Linked DNA regions of Ovis aries: region 2 is linked to region 1. The links are chromatin contacts, called in public Hi-C maps. All regions are on one chromosome and are shown on one strand. The core of a region is the stretch at or near the end of the contact, and the rest is flanking DNA. Distances in the headings are between cores, read along the strand shown. Region 1 holds the start of RAD51 (RAD51 recombinase). Region 2 overlaps DNAJC17 (DnaJ heat shock protein family (Hsp40) member C17).

Region 1 (5,832 bases), core at 1,759-4,258:
GACCTGACCAAGATCAGAAAGTAACTTTGACCTTTTCCCTGATTGCCTAAAAAATATTCAGAGGTTTGTTCCTGGTTCAGGGGTATCACCAGTCTACTCTGTGTTCCATTGTCTCTGCATGACCCAACAAATATTTATTTGCCAAACATTTGCCTTTCCATCTGCCTCCCTCTCCTTTAAAGTCCTAAGCCACTATCCCCAACATCCTATTTTGTCTTTAGCTAAAGATGGTTTTTCAGGTGAGGGTTTCTGCTCTTTTGCAGAGTTACTCAGATTTCCTGGGTCACTCCCAGGTGTACATATTACTAAACTTTTTATTTTTTTCCTTTTGTTTTAATGTCAATTTCTCAGATCAGCCAGAAGAACCTATAAGGGTAGAGGAAAATTTCTTCCTGACAAATGCTTTCCAATATGATAAAATTAGTAATTTGATTTTTCTCCTTGCCCTATTAATAAAACCAATTATAACTGACTTTTTCTAATATTGCATCATTCTTGCACTACTCAAATAGATCATTTGGATGTGACATGGGATTTCTTGTTCTAGATTTCCTTTTTTGTGCTCCAGGTTGATTATGCTAATGAGATCATATTCTTGAACAAATGATCAGATTTCTGCTGATTAAGTTTTGGTTTCAAAACTTGGAAGTTGCCTCCTTGAGATTTCAGATTGGTCACTTACCTTGTAACTTAGGATATATATATTCAAAACTTCAATTACACATTTATAGATATTCTCATGAATTGCTGATTGATTTAGTAAGAAATCTACTTCCAGCTTAGTTGGTTGTCTTGGAGGAAAGGAACATAAAACTACTCATTTGTTTAAGCCAGAAAAAAAAGATTACTGGAATGTAGGAAGATTATTGGAATGTAGAGCTATCTCATGGACCTCAAGAGCATTAAGTGCTGCAGGTTCCCTGAGAAATTGGAAAGATCTGGGAAGCAGTCAGATTTCAAAACAGTTTCTTTCTGTTTAACTCTCTCCCACTTCCTTATCTCAATTTCTTAACCTTTCTGCAAATGGGTTTTCTTTGGTTTGACATCCACACAGCCACAGGAATTCTATTTTAATGAGAGGTCAAAGTCATGTATCATCACACAGCCAAGAGGGGCTGTGGGTTTGCAGATGTTCTAAGGAGAGTATGTGAAGAATAGGCATGAAGGTGTGTATCTCTGGTATGGGTGGCAGTTCACGATTATCCCCAATTACTATCTAGAATCATTAGTTAGGTTACTTCTACTTTCAGAATGCTTCCTGAATCTGTTCTGTCATTGCTCTAATGCAAACCTTCATCTTGAGAAATGGAGTTATTTCCTGCCATATCAATTAACAAGGATCTCACCAGACTCTTGCATCTTCCCAGACATGGAAAATCATCAAATTTCTTAACTTGGGATATCTGGTTTCCTTTAACAATAATCTCTGATATTCAGCCTGCCTGCCCTTTGTCATAGAACTTCTATATAACCTGGCTCCTCCCCTTGACTCCTCGGAGCAGTTCTCTCAAGGCTACTTGAGATGCTGCCTCCTGGGGTTAAGTCCTAAAAATTCCCACCAAATAAAACAACTCTCAACCTTTAGGTTGTGACTATTTTTTAAATCGACAATCTCTTGCCTGAAATATTTCAAGCACTTCATAACAGTTTCTATTGTTTTTACTCTATCCTGAAATCTGTCCTTCAATGCCACAGGGTAACCATGTGAGGATTAAATAAAAAGTTCATGAATTTTAAAGCACTCCACAAACATAAAGTGGTGTGGAACAAAAAACAGGTATAAAGCATGAGATTCATTGGATTAAAAACTTTCAGATGTACCCATTACCTAAAGAATAAAGATCAAAGTTCTATAATGGTCTTATACGACTCTTCATGCTGCTGCTGCTGCTGCGAAGTCGCTTCAGTCGTGTCCGACTCTGTGCGACCCCACAGACGGCAGCCCACCAGGCTCCTCAGTCCCTGGGATTCTCCAGGCAAGAATACTGAAGTGGGTTGCCGTTTCCTTCTCCCTACTTCTCTTCATGGAAATAATATAAACGTAAACTCTCAGCACCTGGTAAGACACTTTTCCTCCCTCATCAGACAGTACTCCTTAACCACAGTTAATTTCCATACCCACACAGCGCTATTCGCTTATAATGTCTTCCATCTCATCTACGCCCAGTAAACACTAATCACCCTTTAAAACTGGAATCAACTTTTAATAAACTACGAAAAGATTTACATTCTCAAAATCCAGAGTCCTGCAAATTTCCAGTAAAGTACCACAGCTTGACTAATAGTTCAGTCCGTCCTTTCTCTCCATTAGCTTTCTGTTCCAGTTTCACCCAGGTACTTCAGCGGCATCAGCTCCACCATCTACAAGAGCCTAGAAAGCGCCTGAACTCCGTAATTGGTCTAAGTTAGAGGCTCAGCGCACCCTGAAGGGCCAAATGCCCCAGGTTAGACACTTAAGAAACAAATTAAGAGCTCCCAGTGCTGTGCTTAGTCGTTCAGTCGTGTCCAACTCTTTGTCACCCCATGGGCTGTAACCCGCCACTCTCCTTTGTCCATGGGGATTCTCCAGGCAAGATTACCGGAGTGGGTTGCCATGCCCTCCTCCAGGGGATCTTCCCGACCCAGGGATCGAACCCAGGTCTTCCTCAGTGTAGGCGGATTCTTTACTGTCTAAGCCACCAGTCCCCAAGAGCCTGGCTATTCCCAAGAGGGGCTGAGGAGCTACAGCTGAGTCGCCCGCCCGCGGTGCATACTGGGATATGTGGTCTCGGGAGGCCCACAGCCTCTTGGGAGTTGTAGTCCTCGATCTGGTAAAGGGTGAGAAAAACGCAACTCTCAAGTTCTGGATTAGTCCTAACGGAGAAAAAGAAGACGGGAACCCATAACATCCTGCAAGCTCAAGTTCTTTGAGCCCAACTCTCGATCTCACGAGTGGTCGAGGCGGCTGGAAGGCGGGCCCGAGAAGGGTGGGGAGACGTTACGTTGACGCGGGCGTGACCTTGCCCAATAGGATTTGGCGGGATTTCCGAAAGCTGTAGGCAGAGCGCGCGCTGCGGCTTGAGACCGAGGCCTAAGAGGAGGTGAGACCCGCCGCAGGAGCGCAGTTGGAAGCTCAAACTCGCCTGGGTTTTGTGCTGAAGGCCGAAGCAAGGGAGTAGAGAAGCGGGGCACAAGCGAGGGGATCTACAGTCCGTCCGGGATCGGGCGCGGGCGGGTCCAGCAGACGGTAGTCGGAGTGTGCAACCTGCCCTAGCGAATAGCAAAGCACGGCAGGTCCAGGTGAGTGTGAGACGGAGACCAAGCCCCTTCCACCGCCAGGTTAGTCCCGGCATAAGCCGGTCCCAGGCTTAAACCCAGATTTGGGCCCCAGCTCCGCAGCCTTAGGGGCCCCTCTGTTTCTCCCAAGTGAGAAACTCAGAAATGGCGGGGCGGAGCGGGGACGTGTCCGGGCTACTTCGACCGTCGGAGTTCGCTGAGGGGAAAATAGAAGCGCACTCTAGCGTTTAGAGCTGGGAGGAACCTTGGGAGGCCTTCATTTCCAACACCTACTTAATGGGCGTCCGCGAGGAATCCAAGATCCAGAGACGTGTAGTGACAGAGTCACAGCTCTTAAGCCAGAACCACGGTTTCCAGGTTTCTGGTCAGTGCCCTTTCCATTACACAAAATTTTGCTTACCAGAGTACCCACCTCCAGTTACCAGTAAGATAATTTGCTTTTTCTAATGCGGAAGACCTTTTACGTGATGTCTAGGTAATGATCTGTAGTGACGTATGCTGTTTTTTCTTAAACTTATAAGCCAAGTGTAGTATACAAATAGAAAAATGCACAGATCAAAAGTGTGTACAGCTTCATGAGTCATTACAAAATGAATATACCACTCAGATCAAGAAAGAATGCTGTCATCACCCGGGAGCCTCCCTTGTGCCCCCTTCTCTAATACTCTCCCTTCTCGCCAGAGGTAACCACTGTGTTGACTACTAATACCATTGATTAATTTTGCCTGTTTCTGAATTTTATGTAAAGAAAGACTATTTTTGTGTCTGGCTTTGCTCAACGTTCTGTCTGTAGGTTCGTGTCTTTGCATTTAGCAATACTTTCTCGTTGCTTTGTTGTAGTCCTATTCATTATACCAATGATGGATATCAGGATTATTTCTAGTTTTTAGCTTTCAGGACAAAGGTGGCTGAGAAAATTCCTGCATACAGTTTAGTGCACACGTATATGTTTTTCAGTGGGTTAATAGTAATAATAATAATAGAGTGGCAAAATTCCTGGGTCAAAGTATTTGTCTGTCTTCACCTTCCATGTTTAATACAGTACCAATACACTCGAACCAGCGGTGAATGAGTGTTCAGTTGTTCCACACGTTTGCTAATAGTTAATGTTAATCTTTTAAAATTTTAGCTATTATCTTGTGGTTTTAATTTTAGTTTTCCTGATTATTAATGAAATTGAGCATTTGTGGATACATTTATTAACCATTTGAGTATCTTCTCTTGTGACATGCTTGTTCAGATCTCTTTTGCCTATTTTTTATTGGGTTGTCTTTCTTGCTGGTTTGCAAGAATTCTTTATATATTCTCGTTATCAGCCGTGAGGTATATTTGTGGTGAATTTTTCCCCCCTCGCTATTGTTTGACTTTCTTTCTTGCAGTGGTGTCTTGATTAGATGTTTTCAGTCGCTCAGTCATCTGGCTTTTTTTTTTAAAATTGTTTATTTGGCTGCACTTGGTCTCAGTTGTGGCATGTGGAATCTAGTTCCCCAACCAGGGATCGAACTTGGGCCCTCTGCACTGGGAATGTGCAGAGTCTTAGCCACTGGACCACCAGGGAAGTCCCAGCCCTCTGACATTTTGTGACACCATGGACTGTAGCCCTCCAGTCTCCTCTGTCTGTGGAATTTTCCAGGTACATGGGATCTTTCCAACCCAGGGATTGAACCCATTTCTCTTGCATCTCCTGCATTGGCAGGTAGATTCTTTATCACTGTGCCACCTGGGAAGCCATAGCCTTTTTTTGGGAGGGGGCTGCACTGGGTATTAGTTCCTATACGTGGGATCTAGCTACCTGACCAGGGATTGAGCACCAGCCCCTGCATTGGGAGCTTGGAGTCTTAGCCACTTGACTACCAGGGAAGTCCCAGCCATAGCATTTTGATGGATGGAATTTCTAAATTTAAATATAGTCCAGTTTTTCAGCCTGTTGCTTTTTGATTACTGCTTTATGTATACAGTTCCAGCCATCTTTTTCATAAATTATGAAGGAAGACACTTTAAGTTGCCTTCAGATGATTCTGATATTTGGAATTATAAACTCACATTATGCTAAGCATGCCATCTAAGAGAACTGCACCTGAACCAGTCAAGAACAAATGGTCACCTTCTGTCAAGCCTCTAAGACTGGAGACTCCTTACCTGTTATTTTTTGAATTAAATTTATCTTGATTGTTAAATTGTCCAGATTATTTTGGTGTGACTTAAGTATATTTATCCTTGTAGACATCAAGATTTGTTTGCTTTTACTAATACCTCATGAAGAAAATTAAAATTTTTTGTTCTCCATTCTTTCAATCAGTGCAATCTTAACTATTAAAATAATCTGACTTTTGTATTGGCCTTGTATGGAAGATGTCAAACTGAGCAAGGTACTTCCATGTTACTTATTCATTTGTGCATTCAGTGAAGTCTGGCATTGGTTAAAATGTTGCTCTTTAAATTTCATACACTTTTGTTACAAAGAACCAAAATGTGGGACTACAAACTATGATTATTGCCTAAGGTTCGGAGAATTCTCGTCTCAGTCCACTGTTTCTGTGTCAGGAGTGGAGATTT
Region 2 (5,832 bases), core at 1,983-4,482, 74 kb after region 1:
CAGTGGGAGGAGCCGCCGGCCTCTGTTCCTGCGGTTTGGCACCACAGCCTGTGACCTTGCCTTGGCTTCAATGCTCTTTCCCACCACTGTGCTTGAGTTTCCACTGTCTCCTCTACCTGCCCCTCAACGCACATTTACCAAGCCTCACTGCAGACCCAGCTACAGGGACAGCAGCCTCCATGCAAGGACATCACCCCAGGGCCTGGAGCCCTTCCCACCTTCCAAGAGAAACCTGCCTGTGGCTCTGTCCCAGGTCAGCTGCTGCAGCAAATGCTTCTCCCAGGTCTGGGACTCACTGCTTTCTTTTCTGTTCACTTTACTTACCTAAACTCCAGGTTTGTTTGTTTTTGATGGAGGTACGGGGATGGTGTATGTGCATAATAAATATACGGATGTGAAACAGGCAAGATGAAGGGGAGAAAAATTGAGTGAAGAATGCCTGAACCAATCTCGTGGGGGTAATGAAAATGTTCTAAAATTGATTTAGAGTCATAGTTGCCCCATTTGTTAAATTTACTAAAAATCACTGAGTTGTTCGCTTGAAATGGGTGGACAATAGGATATACAAAATAATGTCAATAAAGCTGTTTTTCAAGAGGCAAATGTCTGGCTCTCTTTGGACCCTTTTGAGGGGATTTCAGAGTGAGAACTCTGCGTGGAACTTGGACAAATGACACAGGTAAACGACAGCACGGCCAACAAGGACACTGACTGTGCTCGTGCTGTGTGGGTTCAAATCCTGGTTCCAGCACGTTCTTATCTTTTTGGTACCTTAGCTTCTTTTGTTTATAAAATAGGTTTCGTAACACCCAGCTCTTTGGATAGTTGTGATAATTAAAGGAGGCAGTAAAACATCTGTCACAATGCTTAGCTATTAGCACACCTAGTCATTGTTATTATTCCTAAGACTGTCCTTCAGGAGCCACCCCTGAGAACCCGGTTGTGCCCAGGACTGGGGCCCAAAGCTCTGAGTGGCTGGAACTGAAGCTACAGGAGCAAAGGTGGCGGAGCTGCATAAAAACAACCCAGGTAAACCGCAGGGCGCCAGCACCACGATGCCACCTACCGAGCTTTACTTTCTTCCTTCTCTCATCAAGTTTCTGGGTCCTCTCTGCCGCCTGCTTCCTGGCTTTCCTGACCTTGTCATACGCAGCCTGGCAGAAGGAAGGAACACAGGGGCAGTCAACGGGGTAACACACACAGCGCCAGGCCTCCTCCCTGGCCCCGCCTCTAGCCCTAGAGCTAGTGAGACTGTCTGGTGACAGTCTCCAGGCGAGGACAGCATGGCCGAGTATAGAGGATGAAGCACACAGCGGTCTCTAAATGTAGGGGACAATTCAGACAGAGGAGGATGTGCTTACCCTGGCGGCAGCATCGGTCAGTACCTCCAAGGCCTGAGAAAGCTGGTGGAAGAGTTCAGCTGAACAGAGAGATCAAAAAAGAGAGAAGAGAAAAGTACAGTTAGACTTGGTGACAGTGTGCTCCCTCAGAAAAGCACCTCAAAGAAGCCACAGGCGGCTGGAAAGGAAGACATCAACAGGTGCCCAACCAACAAAAAAGGGTAAGCATATCAGCAACTGATCAGACGCCCTTAACGTGTGAAGTGCAGCCGCGGGCCCAGTGCCCAAAGTCGGGCTGTGTGCGTTGACCTCCATGGCACTCACAGCACACCCAGGTGGGTTGGGCTCCTCCCCATGCCGAGGAGAGGCTCACCTGCTCTCGGATTATCCGGGTTTTTGTCTGGGTGGCAGGAGAGGGCCTTCTGTCTATATGCCTTCTTCACCTGGAAGAGACAAGATTGGGTTATTCATTCTCGCACCCCAAGATGGACAGGAAAACACTGGTAATGGGATAAGGGAAATCCAGGGAGGGCTCTGCATCGCTACAGGAAGGTTGCCACACTGAAACAGTCATCTCACAACCACAGTGGAGATCTTCAGTGGAAGCAAAGGCTATGGAGGAAGCTGAAGGCTGCCCAGCAGCAGGGTTGGGCCTGCTTCCTGCCGAGCGCCTAGTCTCACCTCTGTGGATGTCAGAGGCTCCTGGCAGGGGCAGATTCCCTCTAGCCACCCAGAAACAGGCACTCACACAGTCTTAGTGTAATGTAATGTAGGCCAGGGCAACATTTCCGCAGGGAAACTTAGCCATCAACATTTTAAATGTACTTTCTCTTTGACTTATTATGGAATTTGGACTTGCAGAAGCATGCCAAAATAAATATACAAGGATGCCCACTAAAACATAGTTTATATAAGCCCCAAAGTAAAGCCAACCAAAGTCTCCAGCAACGAGGAGACTCACTTAAGAAATCGCCATAGACAAAAGTCTGTATGTGCTGTCCAGAAACATCCTCAAGTCCTCATTACAAGAAAGAAAACTGATTAGGTATGATGACAAACAGCAAATCATTATGTTCTACACCTGAAACTAATCCAACGTGATGTGTCCATTATACCTCAACTTAAAAAAAAGGAAGTATCTTCAAGGTACAGTGCGTTTTAAAAAACAGGGCTTAGAACAGTACATATTAATATGATAATTTGGGGGTTAAAATAAACCAAAAATAAAAGAAATGTAAATAGTTAGAAACACTCAAGCATGTGCAAGCCTTTGTTTTCCTTTTTTCCTCACAGCAATCACAAGAAACAGTGGTTTCTTTCGGAGAGAAGCTGAAAGTGGAGGGGAAAGAAACATTCACTTCTCATTGTATACTTTTCTGTGGTTCTAATTTTCAAATCTTAAACTAGTCTTTATTATTATTTTTTTTATTGATAACAGGGGTTATCTTGGTGGGAAAGCTATGGTCTATTTTTAGTTTTCATCTTTGTACCTCTTTATTAAAAAGAAAATAAGTATTATTTTTTATATTAGTAAAACTAAATAAACATAGCTACCAAGGTTCTCTTTTGAATATTCCCCACTCAGAGCACAAAACCCAGAAATCCTCTGCTTTCTGAGGCCTTGCCCTCACTCTGCCTGTATATGTTACCTACTGCTCAAATCTCTTGGGAGGAGAAGCCTCTAGCCCAGAACCTCTACCAGTAGCTGAGCAGACTGGCTCTCCAGGCTTCCTATGGGGAACCAATAAACATTTCAATCCAAAGTGTGCTAGAAAAGGGCCTCCAGAGGCAAACAGCCAGCACCCCCAGGGGAGGGTCTGTGGCCCAGTGCCGGCTGCACCTTCGGCTACAGCTAGCCCAGGACCTCTGGGGTGTGCTGCCACCTGCTGGGCCAGAGCTGGAACCACACCTTCACTTGCCCAGGCAAGCAAGCCCATCTATTAATAGCTCTCCTGGCTGAGCCTGAGGAAGCAGGAACCACTCCCAGCACAGGCTTTGGCAGAAAGTGTAAAAGTCCCTCCCTGGCCCCTAACCTTCCCAACAGCCCACTTATGTTCACCTCCTCACCCCAACCTAGGTCTTCACCAACAATAACAAAATCCAGCTTTTTTTTTCACTATTTGTTGTTCAGTCACTCAGTCGTGTCTGACTCTTTGCCACCCCATGGACTGCAGCTCACCAGGCTTCTCTGTCCTTCACTATCTCAAACCCATATCCACTGACTCAGTGATGCCATCCAACCATCTCATCCTGTCGCCCCCTTCTCCTCATTAAAAATAATAATAAGGGAAGAGGAGGTGACAGTTTCATACAGTCTTACATTTGACATGTCATCTTTTACTCTTGAGGCAACTTATCATTTGTCATTCCTCCCTTTACTCTTTCTTTTCCCTTCTCCATTTATGCCTAGGGCCTTATTTATTTTTCACTTTAAACCAAGCCTTTATTATATACTCTTTATATTTGCAGGTTTCCCCCATGGCTCAGTAGTTTAAAAAATCCACCTGCTAATGTAGGAGAACAAGTGTCTTTTGTTTTTCAATAAGTAAAACAATACAAAAATATATAAAGAGAGAGAGAACTAAAAAGCTAGTGTTCTTTCCCTATTTCCCCAGCCCTCTTTTCAAAGACCTTCCCCCGATCATTCCAACAAACAGAAGTCACTGGGATTTGTTTCTGCCTCTCTGCCCCCACCTCTCCTCGCTCTCTGATCCCAGGCGCTGTGTCTGAACTGGTTGAGAGGAAGAGGAAGGGAGAACAGGGTGTCTTTTGCCTCAATCTGCAACACTGCCCTCAGGACCAGGATTAGCAGGCATGCCCTACAAAGGCTGAATTTTGTGGAAGATGGTTTCTTTTGTATCATGGAGCTCTTTTAAAGTGTTACGTATTCTTTTTTGTAAATGCGAAAAAGGACAATAAGAGGGAGGGAAGGAGTAAATAGTAGGAATAGTAGGAAATACTAAATAGTAGTAAATAGTAGGAATAGTAGGAAAGCAAAATAAGAGGCAAGAGGGGGTTAGGTGGTAAAACACTCTTCATTTTCTTTTCTTGCTTTAGAGAATGCTTTATAGTTCTTTATTCTAAAGGAATGATATTAAATAGCTTTCTGTTTTATATTTCATTTTAATGCTCTATATCAGAATTTTTTTAACTTAAACAGGAAAATTGTTCAAACAAAAAAACCTAATTATATAATAATGGGAAATTAATCTACAAATATTAGTTTGTTTTCTCATCAATTCTCTTTCCAGAATATGTTCCTTTGACAAATGTCTTTAACAGTCTCGTCAGATTTCATTTGAAGCAACAGTATAACTAGACCAAGGTCACCTCAGTCCCCATCTGGGTGGACCCCCATCTTACTCCCACCCCTCCAGCCTCCCACACACTCAACATCTATAACCAAACACAACTGCCCCAATCAACTTGATGTATCCTGGACCTCTATCCCCTCAAGGCCTAGCCTGGGCCTCCATTTCCAAATCACCCCTTGAAGGTGTGAGGAACTGAACATTCTGTATTTAGGAATCCTACTGAAAAAAATTACCAGTCTCATGCCAGTGGCCGGGTGAGTAAGGGGAGAGGTGAGGTCAGAAAGGCAAGGGCATGCTGGTATTCATTCTTGGAGAGGAATGTCTACAGATAGGAGGGGAGCTCTCTGAGAGCCCTTTGGTACAGCACCAAATCTACCCCACCTCCTGGGTCCACTCATGGAGCATGGAGAATACAGAAGGACTGAGCTGAAGCTGGGGATACAGAGAATAATCAGGAATTTCCCTGACACTGAAGAGGAAGGACACTGCTTAGCAAGGAAAATGGCTGTGAAAACAATGAATTATACTACAGTTGTAAGATTCCTTAAGTGAGGTCCCTAAGAATGGAAAAAAAAAGAGAGAGAGAGTTAATTTTAGCCTTAAAGGCCTCACACAGGAGATAACATCTGAGCTGGATCTGAAAGCTGAGTAATAGTTCTCCAAGCAGAGCCAGAAAGGGCATTCAAGACAGAGGGTGTGGAAGAACCTGACTTCCCTTCAAGCCCCAAACCAGCTCAGAAGAGAAATATGTTTTCCTTTAATGAGGAAAAGGTACTGAGAACAGAAAAGGACGTGAAAAGGCAGAGACGTGGTTGCAATAAAACATGGAAGTAAAAATGTTTTTGTCAAAGAATATTTTAATTTAAAAAAAAAAAAAAAAACCTTTGACCAAAGAAAGTAACAGAAGAAAACCAGGGAAAGAATAAAATTCACACAAACAAGTTTTAAAAACACAAACTTGGGATGAAGAGATGCTCGGGAGCGAGGGCACACATGAAGGCAAAGAACGCAAAACTGGCCTGAGAAGAGAAAGACCTAAAGGTAACTCAGGTGTGACACTGAAAATACAAGAAATGTAGCATGATTCATAAGGTATGTGTCATTCATAAAACAGAGAGTGGACCAATTAGAAGGAAAAGCCCCACAGTGCATACGAGCAGGGCCAGATGTGGAAAGCC

What was found. Hi-C and Micro-C count contacts between places; a contact is called where the count stands out from the background.
Region 2: a contact with region 1 is called in a Hi-C map of liver, with 3 times the contacts expected there. The contact joins the enhancer-like site here to the promoter of RAD51 in region 1. A contact is called at or near these places in 3 of 16 Hi-C or Micro-C datasets (liver, mixed tissues and tail adipose tissue).

What each region holds. Positions count from the first base shown.
Region 1 is chr7:34,458,013-34,463,844 of ARS-UI_Ramb_v3.0, forward strand. It overlaps RAD51 (RAD51 recombinase), which reads left to right and starts at 3,009. Exons shown (of 10, transcript XM_042252290.2): 1 at 3,009-3,279.
Region 2 is chr7:34,531,614-34,537,445 of ARS-UI_Ramb_v3.0, forward strand. DNAJC17 (DnaJ heat shock protein family (Hsp40) member C17) reads right to left here. Exons shown (of 12, transcript XR_006060355.2): 2 at 1,714-1,783; 3 at 1,362-1,420; 4 at 1,067-1,154. Among named protein-coding and RNA genes, the nearest start is that of C7H15orf62, 11 kb to the left of the region's middle. Within about 2 kb of position 3,233, at least 12 of the 54 cell types and tissues checked have an H3K27ac peak or open chromatin away from gene starts, as enhancers often do. A contact at or near this core is called in liver, where this site is marked.